2 separate regions of the Cyprinus carpio genome follow, and region 1 is linked to region 2. A link is a contact called in public Hi-C data. All regions are on one chromosome and are shown on one strand. The core of a region is the stretch at or near the end of the contact, and the rest is flanking DNA. Distances in the headings are between cores, read along the strand shown.

Region 1 (5,195 bases), core at 1,101-3,600, 42 kb after region 2:
TGCTACAATCATAAGTTTGCACCATTTCAACCAGATTTAATGAACCCTGTCCTCAAGATTGAATGTTCTTTTGTAAATGAATGAAATGCAAATTAAAACAAACAGTACAACGATACAGCACCAACTGGAAGTGTTAAAATACATTATTTTCATGAAAATATATACTGACAGACTTAAAGAGCCTAAAACACATCATTCATTATTTTTAAGTAAATTAAAATCATGTACATGCATCAGTTTCCAGAAGCTGCCATATAACAGTTGGTTTTAATTCATACTGACTTACAAATTGGTACAAATGGTCTTGGAGTGAGTAGCAGCCAAGCTTATTAAACTTTAAAAAAACATCACTGTATTCTGTAAAATTAATAATGAAAAAATACATGGATTAGCTGATGACAATGTAAACATGGCATAAATAATCAGAGGTTTTAAAAAATGTAAATACACACAGAATTCCTGAATAAAAATAATAATAATACAACAATAGCAAAGTTACTTTTGGTCAATCATACAGCAGTGATCCCTGAGAATGGAGTGAATTGTATTTCAACATTCCCTGAAATCTGCTACTCTTTATTCTCTTATCATTTACAGAAACCTTTCACTGTGACAGGGGCTTGAAACCATATGTAGTCCTCCAGATCTCTTTTTCTTTTTTGTAACTCCCCGGTGAGAGACAAATCACTGGCTATAGAGATGACTTGCCTTCTCACTTTTGTGGGAACTTTAAAATCCATTTTGGGCTTAAACCCAGTCACGCCACAATCCCGGTGACCCAGAGCCATGACCGTGGTAGTCATGAGGCGCACAGACTTGGCATCCGACAACAGGTCAGCCACAAACATCGTGCGGAAAAGCTGTCTCAGACAGGTTGAGGTCCTTAAGCTGTTTTCCCCGGCCCCTACGGCCACCGCTTCCATGTTCACCTCATACAGCTCGGTGGGAAGGATGGTAGACCCACCCAGCATGAAAAGCACACGAGGAACTTGGCTAAGAGAGAACAGTGTCTCAAGGTGGGCCAGCACTTCATCAAGCTCCTGCAATGTCCGCTGGCACCGACGCCGATCCAAGCCCTCAGATGTCTTTCCAGACCGTCGAATTATCACGTCCTCTGTCTGTGAGAAAGGTAGCATAATTAAGTCAAACTTCATTAGATTTATGAATTAAGGTAAATCTAATCAAATTAGGTCTTCTGTAATACCTGAGTGGCATTATGCTGCTGTTTCTGGAGGAACACCATTTGGTCATATGTCATGGGCATCTGCTGCCGCTGGTAAAGAACACACTTCAGAAGCTCACAAACAAATCTACAGCAACCTTCCTGTGTGATACGGCCGGGAAAGACAACATTCACTCGTCCCTCTTCTCTTGCTCTCCTGAATATTTCCTCATCATCAATGTGGTCTGCAGACACTCCACTAGATTCACAATCCCTCTGACTGCCAGAAGAACTGGCCAAAGCCTCCATCTGCTGGCAACCTTGAAATAAAAACAGTGGAATCAAAATTTCAGAGGTTTTCCGAGGCACAGACTAAAGTGGCAAACATCAATGAGATAAATGATGTGACACTCTTTTTGTCCAGATCGAAAATGATCTACAGCAAAGATATAGCATTAAATGTAAAGTGAAGTGTTAAATTGCATTATTTTCATTAAAATATATAATTGAGGGACTCGAACAGCTTAAAACACATAATTTATTAACTTTAAGATGATTAAAATCATGTACTTTCATCCATTTCCAGAAGCTGACATTTAGCAGATGTTTTACTTATAATTATTTAAAGAAAGTGAAAGTAAAGCAAAACCATTAAAATGCAATTTGTCACTCGATCGTGACTGTATATATACACGACAAGTTTATATCCTAGACTTCTCATTTGTGATCAACTTATTTTTTTTTAGCAATGAGAAGCATAGATAGCAAATCTACGTTAACTATTTGCCAATACTTACCATCATGATCTGTTCTTACATGTGTGGAGCTGTTTCTATTTTCTTTGTCCTCTGATGGGGTTAAAGACTCCCTGTCTCTCTCACTCTCACCAATGTTGTCCAGGAGGTACACATTTTCCACCTTAGATTTAGCGGAGGATTCAGGATCATCGACCTGGCACACAATGTTCCTTTCCTTTTCTCCATCAGATGAAACCTTTGATTCTTCTTCGTGAGATGTACACTGGTCGGTGTGAATAATTGTGCTGTTGTTAGAAACTTCGTTGGTTTTACAATGTTTGATGACAGTCATGTTTGCACGCTCAAACTCTATCCTCTTCGATCCCTCTTCCATTTCTACTTTTTGAATTTGCACACCGGGCACGGCATCATGGGAAACACGGGAACCGGAAATCAGGGGAAATATAATAAGAGTCCTGCTCTTCCATTTTTATTTGATGTTTTTTTTTTTTTTTTTATAAAGAAATCTTTGGTTAGCATGAGAATACAGATTTATTTATTTTTAATAGCCAGGTAAATCTTCCTGTTTTTTTTTTATTATATATATATATTTCTCTCTCTCTCTCTCTCTCTCTCTCTCTCTTCGGATTTAAAGCAAAGCGGTGAATGACGCCCTCTGCAGGTTGATTTTTTTTTCATACACCCTAATCCTGTTAGGTTCAGTTCTCATCCAATAGCGTCAGAGCAAACAAAATGATAATATTGCCAAAAAATTAAGTGTCCCCTTTGTACAAATGTTGTATAGATTTCATGCAAGTATGTGTAGGAGTTAGTATGGATTTCAAAAGGTCAATATTTGTAATGTAACTTTTATAAAAAAATTTATAATTACTGGATTTTTAGTTCCAGTAATTATAAAAGTTGCATTACAAAGGAATTTCTATCACATTATTATAGATTTACAAATATATTACAAATCTCTGTATGTTGTTAAAGAAGCCCATAGATACATTGCTAGATAGATTCCGCTACCACGCTCTGTCACTCGCTCCCCGCGGTTGTTACCCTACCAACCCTACGACGCTTTGACGCTCAACCTAGCGCACGTCAAGCGTATACGCGTTTTATCGGACTGCCGCATGAAACCATCCAATCGCAACACCGCTTCCGCGTACGAGCCGACCAATCGTCGCGCGCCATTTTCCACGCAGCCACCACTGCTAGCGTTAAGATAGGTTGCATCACCGCACAGTCTCCCCACCAAACTACAATTTGACAGTTTCACAGGTGAGGCATCACGCTACTGGAGCTCTCTCACTTTCCCTTGAGTTTCAGCGCGCATTTCGCTGTGAGCCTGGGGTTGCTTAACTCAAAAACCAGTTACCAGAAGCCCTCACATCACGGCACCATGAGCAAAAAGAAAAAGGAGTGGAGAGCGGAGAAAGGTAAGGGTCTTTTGGACTCGGGTCGTGTCTCTTTCACATTCATAACGGTAGTGTCAGTCTGGGGTTTGACATCCACCGGCTTGAACCTTGGGTCACGGCACGCACGTGACAGGAGAAATTTCGTCTTATAGACGCTCTACCTCTTGAATCAACAGCATGGACAGATGCACACCTTCAGATGCAGGTGGAGCATCAGTGCATGATGCTGTGATCAAGGCCCTTATGTGTCCAGCGTTTAAAAATCTGTTTAAATGCAAATAAAAATGCATTAATAAGTGTGTAATCTTTTAGAAATGAATTGGAGCATGTGCATGTTTGATTGGCGCAGTTAGTGAAACGCCGTATGATAAAATAAACCCCCCAACGTGGTGCTTTCCATGAACTATGACAGTTGTACCCTTGATCTAGACGAATAACCCTGTTTGACTCCATGTTAGTCAGTTTGTATAAATGCATCATATAAATTACAAATTAAAAGTTCTGTTAATTAAACATTTAATGAAAAGAATGTCATGCATGCATGCACTTTTGCTAGATCCTGGTCCTGGATATCCACCTTCATAAGTAGTTTAGTTCTAGACCTATTGTCTAAAACTGTAAGCATACTACTCAAAAATGAGTTGGATCAGGTGGGTTTGGTCAGAGCTGGAGCTAAACTTTCCTGGAAATTTGCTTTCAGGGAACAGGATGGTATAATGCAACTTTATTAGTATGTTTGGACGTTCTGCATTGTCCAAGTCTGTTTGATATAATCATAATTTAGCTTGTTTTGACCTGAGAACCTTAATGATTGTGCTTTACAACAGAGACACTTTATCATTAGAATAAGGCTATTTTTAATAATTTGAAGTGCACAAGCACTGCCACCTGTTCTTGACATCACTCACTGTGACCTGAAGTTCATGACTATCCAGTTTATTGATTGTAGAAATTTTGGCCTCCAGTAAAGTATGGTTATGCCACGTCCTATGAAGTTGCAGGACTGTAAATCATTAGGTTGACAGTGATGCTACTCGACACACATTAATGGTCTGCTATCATAAATCAAACGCATGTGTATGATGAGAGCTGTTGTCTTATGGCTTAGGGTAATACAGTGCATTGCAGTGAACTAACATCAGATACTTGCGTTATAATATCTTTTGATGATGACTTGGTGAAATGAATCAGGTTTGTTGGCTTTTGTGCTATTTTAAAATTGCAAGTACACATTGCACTCATAAAGCAGCCTTTGTGAAACAGATCTTCATTCGTGTAGCAACAGGGAGTGCAGGAGGATAAAAACGGAAAAAATAAATTAATAAAGATGGTTGAAAAGGCAGATGTAGGGGCAGTCAGCATGAAAAATCAGTAGTGTCGGCAGGGGCACTTTGGAGCTGGGTTATATCAAGAATATCAAGGTAAAGTTTTATTTTGTCTTGAGTAAAAAAAAGCTTTTTTTGGAGCTTCTTAGAGCTTGTTTTATTTTATTTTAATTTCTTATTTTACCACATAATAACTAGTGAACCCATTACACTTTACTACAGTGAGGAAAATATTTGTTTGATCCCCTGCTGATTTTGTAAGTTTGCCCATTTACGAAGAAATGAAGGGCCTGTAATTTTTATGGTAGTTTTATTTTAACGTGTAGAGACAGAATACCAACCAAAAAATCCAGGAAAAACATTATCTAAAGGTTAGAAATTGATTTTCATTTCAGTGAGTGAAATAAGTATTTGATCCCCAAGCATAACATGATTTAGTACTTAGTGCAGAAACCCTGGCTGGCAAGCACAGAGGTAAGACGTTTTTTTGTAGTTGGTCACCAGGTTTGCACACATCTCAGGAGGAATTTTGATCAACTCCTCTTTA
Region 2 (5,382 bases), core at 11-2,510:
ATTCCCCCGAAACATTATGAACATTTTCCATAAACACAGCTTGCCCATGAAAACTTAAAAAAAAATTATAACCAAAAACAGCATTTTCTATAATCAAAAGGAAACATCATAAACTCTTTTTAGATTTCTAGAATTATATTTGTGTGTGTTAATACGGTGTTTTGACCTACCATCCTCAGTTTCTCCTCTGACTCCATTATCTGGGTCCTCCACACCCTCTCCTCCTCCTCTACACTCTTCTGAAGTGTTTTCAGCATCCCCTCCTATAGAACATCAGGAAACAAATTTGGCTTGATCCAATTCTCATTAAGGCTTTGCTGAAGCAGATTCTTGGTGTATAATCTCACCGTCTCAGCCAGTACATTCCTGTACTGCTCACACTCAGACTGTAGTGTGCAGTGACTCTCCTGGGCTGCCTGTAGTTTGCCCATTATCTCCTTATAATAAAAACAACATTGTAGTAACTACAAATATACCTTACATTCCCACTAGGGGGCAACAAAGAACCACTTTAGATGATATTAGCACAAGTCTACGATCAGCAGCACACTTACCACCATCTCTGTGTTCTGCTGGGATTCTTGGCTCAGTTGCTTTTGATTTAGCACCTCTTGTGCTTTCACAGCAAAGTCCTGAAGCCAATTGGTCTGAAAGAAGAGAACGAGAGACTCAGGATTAGCTAAAAAAAAATCAAGGATGTGATTAAGAGAAGTGCATCAAGTACAATACCATTCAAAGGTTTGGGGTCACCAAGATTTTTTTTTTTAAGGAAATTAATACTTTTATATACACAATTGATAATAATAGCAATAATAAAAAAATTCTTGAGCACCAGAGTCATCATATTAGAATGATTTCTGAAGGACCATGTCACAGTGAAGACTGGAGTAATGCATGCTGAAAATTCAGCTTTGCCATCACAGAATACATTAAATTGTAAAATTATTAATACAGAAAACAGTTATTTTAAATAGTAATCTATTCCACATTATTACTGTTTTTACTGTAATTTTGATCAAATAAATGCAGAACTTCTGAATGGAACTGTGTGTATAGAGTGACTGATGATATGTGTATTTGCTTTCAATATTAAGTAAGTCAATATTACAACTGGATCCAAAAACAAAACTGAGAAATAAAAAGTATGAGAAAACTGAAATCCTAGACACCTGTGCGGTCTCTATGTTGATGTGTGGGAAAAGAGAGTGAAGAACTTCTTTGGTCTCAGCCTGGACAGATTTCAGCATATCCTCCAAACTTTCCTGTAATGAAATGATATGCTCAGTGACAACTGAACACCTCTAAAAATAACAAAAATTCAAATCTATGCACAGAAATTCAACAAAAAAATTTTTATCTTGTGTCTCAGGTAAAAGCTGAGACACTTAGCACAACTAAATACTGTCTAAACCAAAATAAATTTTTAAATAGTGAAATAATAAGAAACATAAATAATTTTTGTTGAATAAGTTTCTTTAAAACTAAAACTGTTGAGTAAAATGATGACCCTTAACACTTCTTTTATCTGTGTCACCATTTTAATACCAGTAGTACCGGTAACATTTTACACACAGAAAAACCTAGGTAATTTAAAAGTCAAGACTTCTGAAATAGAAATGGAAGAGCACTGCATCAATCTGCTTTATACAGCAAGACCACATCCCCAGCTGACATGATGAGATAAGATGTGTGCCTACGCATATTTTTATGAACCACCGTGTACATGCAAGATAAAAACAAGCACATCCACAATAGTCTTGGCTACTTACGTAATTCTTGCCATGTGACTGATTTAGATCCTTGAGCTGCTGCACTTCCTGTTGTAGTGATGTCACTAGGCTCTCTTTTTCAGTTACACTGAAAATCATTATGAAAAAACACTCATTTTTTGTGGAGGATGACATTTATCACAGAATGGTGTTAATGTGGGTGGCTGACAGGAACATAAACATGCAGTGGCCTTCAGTTGGACTGAATATGTACCTTTTATGTAGTAACTCCAGTTTGGCTGTGCTATCTGCCAGCTGTAAATGAAGGGTGCATTATTAGAAATCACTGCATTTAAAAAGTCAAAAGTACTAAATTAGATAATAATAACAGCAAAGTCTCACTAACTTTAGTGTCATACTGTTCTTTACAGTGCCTCATCTCTTCTTCAAACGAAGCCACGCGAGACTCCTTTTCTTTCAAACTACAGGAACAGGAAAAAGAGAACATACAGCATTCAATCTTAATAACAGAATGTGAAAAAAAATTAACATTTTGAATTTGAAGCTGTTGTTTGGATCACAAATAAGGTATACCTGTTTTGTAGCTGTTCCAGCATTTCTGTGTTTTCAAGCTATGAATAATTAAAAAAAAAAAAAATTGGCATGAATGGTTAAGTCTAAACTGAATTATTGTTTGACGTGTAAAGGTTTGCATATGATAAACTTACTCTGGTGAGCTCTGAACTTTTTTCTTTAAACTGTTGGAGCTCTCCCTGAAGAGTTGCTATTTCATCATCTTTTTCTTTTATCTTAAGTTCAAAGGAAAAGATAGAATAAACGGATTCAAATCAACTAAGAACTACTGAACTGTATTAGTGAAGCACCAGAAAATACTTCTCGTACCTGTGCTGCAATTGCTGCAACTCTGTTGTGTTATCCACCTGAAGAGGACATGTGATTGGTTCAAATAAGGGAACACATTAAGTCAAATTTACTAATGAAATACTAAGAGAAGCTGATAAAGTCTAAAAACAGGCAGTATGTTCCGCTTCACCTGGTTGGCAATGATGTTTTTGAGTTGGATCAGCTCCTCTTCTTTCTCCTTCTGGCTATAGATTAAACAATCAATATGAATGCATTTTCAACAAATGTTAGAAGCAAAGCTTATGAAAATGTATTAAGGTTTTTTTTTTTTTTGGGTTGAACTGTACTAAAATTGTGTAACTGTTGATGTAACTGTGCAAAACACAAGATTTGTCAGTGAAGAAAAAATAAACATCTCATTGTCATCTGAAAACAAATCATATTTCCTTAATAAATATAGCCTTCCATCTTACCTGCTCTTTGCTTGCTCCAGTTCAGCTATCAAAGCCTGTAAATATTAAACATGCAAATGCATATGAAATATCTGCTTATCCATACATTACATCATTTACATAATGTTTATCAAACTTTAAACTTTAATTTTAACCCTATACTAAGTACATGTTATTAATTAATATTACAACTACATTGGAACAAGGAAACTGTAAAATAAAGTGCAACTGAGAAATTTATATGAGGTTACACACATAATTATATTTTATTATACAGTGACAAAGACATGTATTGGGACATTGAAAGTGGAGTGTCACCTCTGAATTATGGTTTTGTTCTTTGTTCTGGCTCGCCTCCAGCAGTTTTAGCTGTCTCTGCAGACTCTCTAACTGTCCGGTCTGCTCTATCATTTCTGCTTCCACACTGGCCACACGAGCTTGAGCCTCTGAAACAGTGCAGTTAGGAAAAGCACACTTATTTCTAATTACTAATTCATAATTTTGCATGATACGTTTGTCCAAAGCGATATAAAGTACGCAAGAAACCTGATGTTAAGTGTTTGGTTAAAGGGCACATTAGAGATACTGCAAGCATTATACCTTGCAGGATTTGCAGATCAGATCTAACCTATTTTTCAGTTAAAAAGAAATCTTTTTAAAGCAGACTGAATCTTGTAGAATCCATCTTGTGGTTGTACAGTGTGCTTCCTTGCTTAAGAACCAATTGGGTGCTGCTGACCTGCTAGAGCAGTGGCATCTTTCTGAGCTTGTTCAAGCTGTGTTTGAAGGCTGTTTCTACTGCTCTGGGTCTGTCTGAGCTCCTCACTCACGTCCTCCAGACGCTTCTGCAGAGCCTTTTCACTGCTCACCCATTTCCCCTGCAGATGACAAAGCATGAAACCAGAAAACACAGTTCAGACATGGTCATACAACTCAAACAGCAGAGTACAACGCTAACAACACCAAGGACATGGGTTCGAAACCTAGGGAAAGCAAAAACTAATAAAATGTAAAATGTGTTCCTTTTTAATGCAATCAAAGCCATAATGGAGCATAACTACATAAACTTTTTAAAAACAGTAACCACAATTTTATGTTCTGATATGATAAAAGACATTCAAGCAGTTTTGTGGAGGGAGGCAATGTAAATTAAATTTACACTTATTTCTAAATGGGTGTTCAGCTACTCAAAAAAAAAGATTACATCAAAACCTTAAAAAAATAAGGTTTCTAATAAGGTTGCTCTACACAAAAAAATACTACTAATAACAACAACTAACAACACCCAGACATTACCAACCATTCTCCCCCTAAGCCTGTACACTGTCTAGATGCTTAAAATGGGCTCAGGACACATTTCAACACAAGGCTACTTTTTATTCAGTGGTCTTTGGTTTGTAGCAGTGAATCAGCGAAGAGATGCTAAAGCTGTTTTGTGTGTTTCCAGTATGAATAATCAGATACTTCTGTCTGAAACTGTACTGCTCAAGCAGGCTCACATTCCTGATCGCTCGAAGAAGCGGTTCCCTGTAGCGCGGGCCATTTTCACACAGAGCACTGCTGAGCGATCAAACTGGCAATCAAATGTTCTGCCAGCATGTGAACAATCCCATTAGTAGAGGCACCAGCACTTGGGGGTCAAAGCCTCAGTTTTACCAGCAAGCCTAATCAAGCTTCTTAAATACACACACAGATTGCAAGAAACTAAGCTTGCCTACCTGCAGATGTGCAAGGCTAAACAGCCCAGCGGGAGGTAGCAGAAAGCTCTAATGAGGCTGGTGCTCATGCTGAGAGATGTTTTATAAGAATTCGAGTGGCATTTTGAACTCTTTCATAAGAGGCATCACAAAATTAACTACAACTCCACAAACGAAACAATAGGAATGACTGGCTTTTGTGGTGCTATGAATGGTTATAGAAGGATGGGTTACTGACCTGCAGCTGGGTCAGTTGTTTCTCAGCAGTGGCAGCTTTAGATTCCAGATTTTTCCTGAGCTGTTCGTCAGCCTGCAAGGCCTCATTCTTCTCCACCAGTTCCTTATTCAGTCGAATGCAGTCCTGACGCAGTTTGGCTAATTCAGCATTTTGTCTAATGGATAAAAAAAATTAAATGGAGAGGAATAAATGCAGCCTTGATGAGCATAAAAAACACATTAAAAATCGTTCTGATCCCAAACTTTTGAACAGTAGTGTAAAAGTAACTGTAGGTTCATACTTGCTCTCCGTCTGACTGGTGGCTTGGTTAAGCGCATCTCTGAGGATAGAGTTCTCCTGCTGTAGACGGGCCAACTGAGCATTAGGGCCTTTCTCCAGCTGGTCCTGGAGAGCCAAGACCTAAGGAGGAGCAGAAAGGGCTT

What was found. A called contact is a pair of places that touch in the nucleus more often than the background predicts.
Region 1: a Hi-C map of red blood cells shows a contact between it and region 2, with 4 times the contacts expected there. The contact joins the promoter of LOC109064555 here to the enhancer-like site in region 2. A contact is called at or near these places in 2 of 8 Hi-C or Micro-C datasets (red blood cells and skeletal muscle).

What each region holds. Positions count from the first base shown.
Region 1 is chrA13:19,304,846-19,310,040 of ASM1834038v1, forward strand. It overlaps LOC109064555 (MAD2L1-binding protein-like), which reads right to left and starts at 2,351. Exons shown (of 3, transcript XM_042769235.1): 1 at 1,960-2,351; 2 at 1,205-1,482; 3 at 4-1,118. The coding sequence starts at 2,293. The coding sequence ends at 588. It overlaps LOC109101205 (ADP-ribose glycohydrolase MACROD1-like), which reads left to right and starts at 2,988. Exons shown (of 19, transcript XM_042769233.1): 1 at 2,988-3,344. The coding sequence starts at 3,308.
Region 2 is chrA13:19,263,456-19,268,837 of ASM1834038v1, forward strand. It overlaps rrbp1a (ribosome-binding protein 1), which reads right to left. Exons shown (of 28, transcript XM_042769254.1): 6 at 5,241-5,359; 7 at 4,961-5,114; 8 at 3,765-3,903; 9 at 3,344-3,471; 10 at 3,047-3,081; 11 at 2,759-2,818; 12 at 2,438-2,561; 13 at 2,304-2,341; 14 at 2,116-2,191; 15 at 1,984-2,024; 16 at 1,770-1,857; 17 at 1,170-1,262; 18 at 555-647; 19 at 348-437; 1 more. Among protein-coding and RNA genes, the nearest start is that of rrbp1a, 10 kb to the right of the region's middle. Within about 2 kb of position 1,261, at least 2 of the 8 cell types and tissues checked have an H3K27ac peak or open chromatin away from gene starts, as enhancers often do.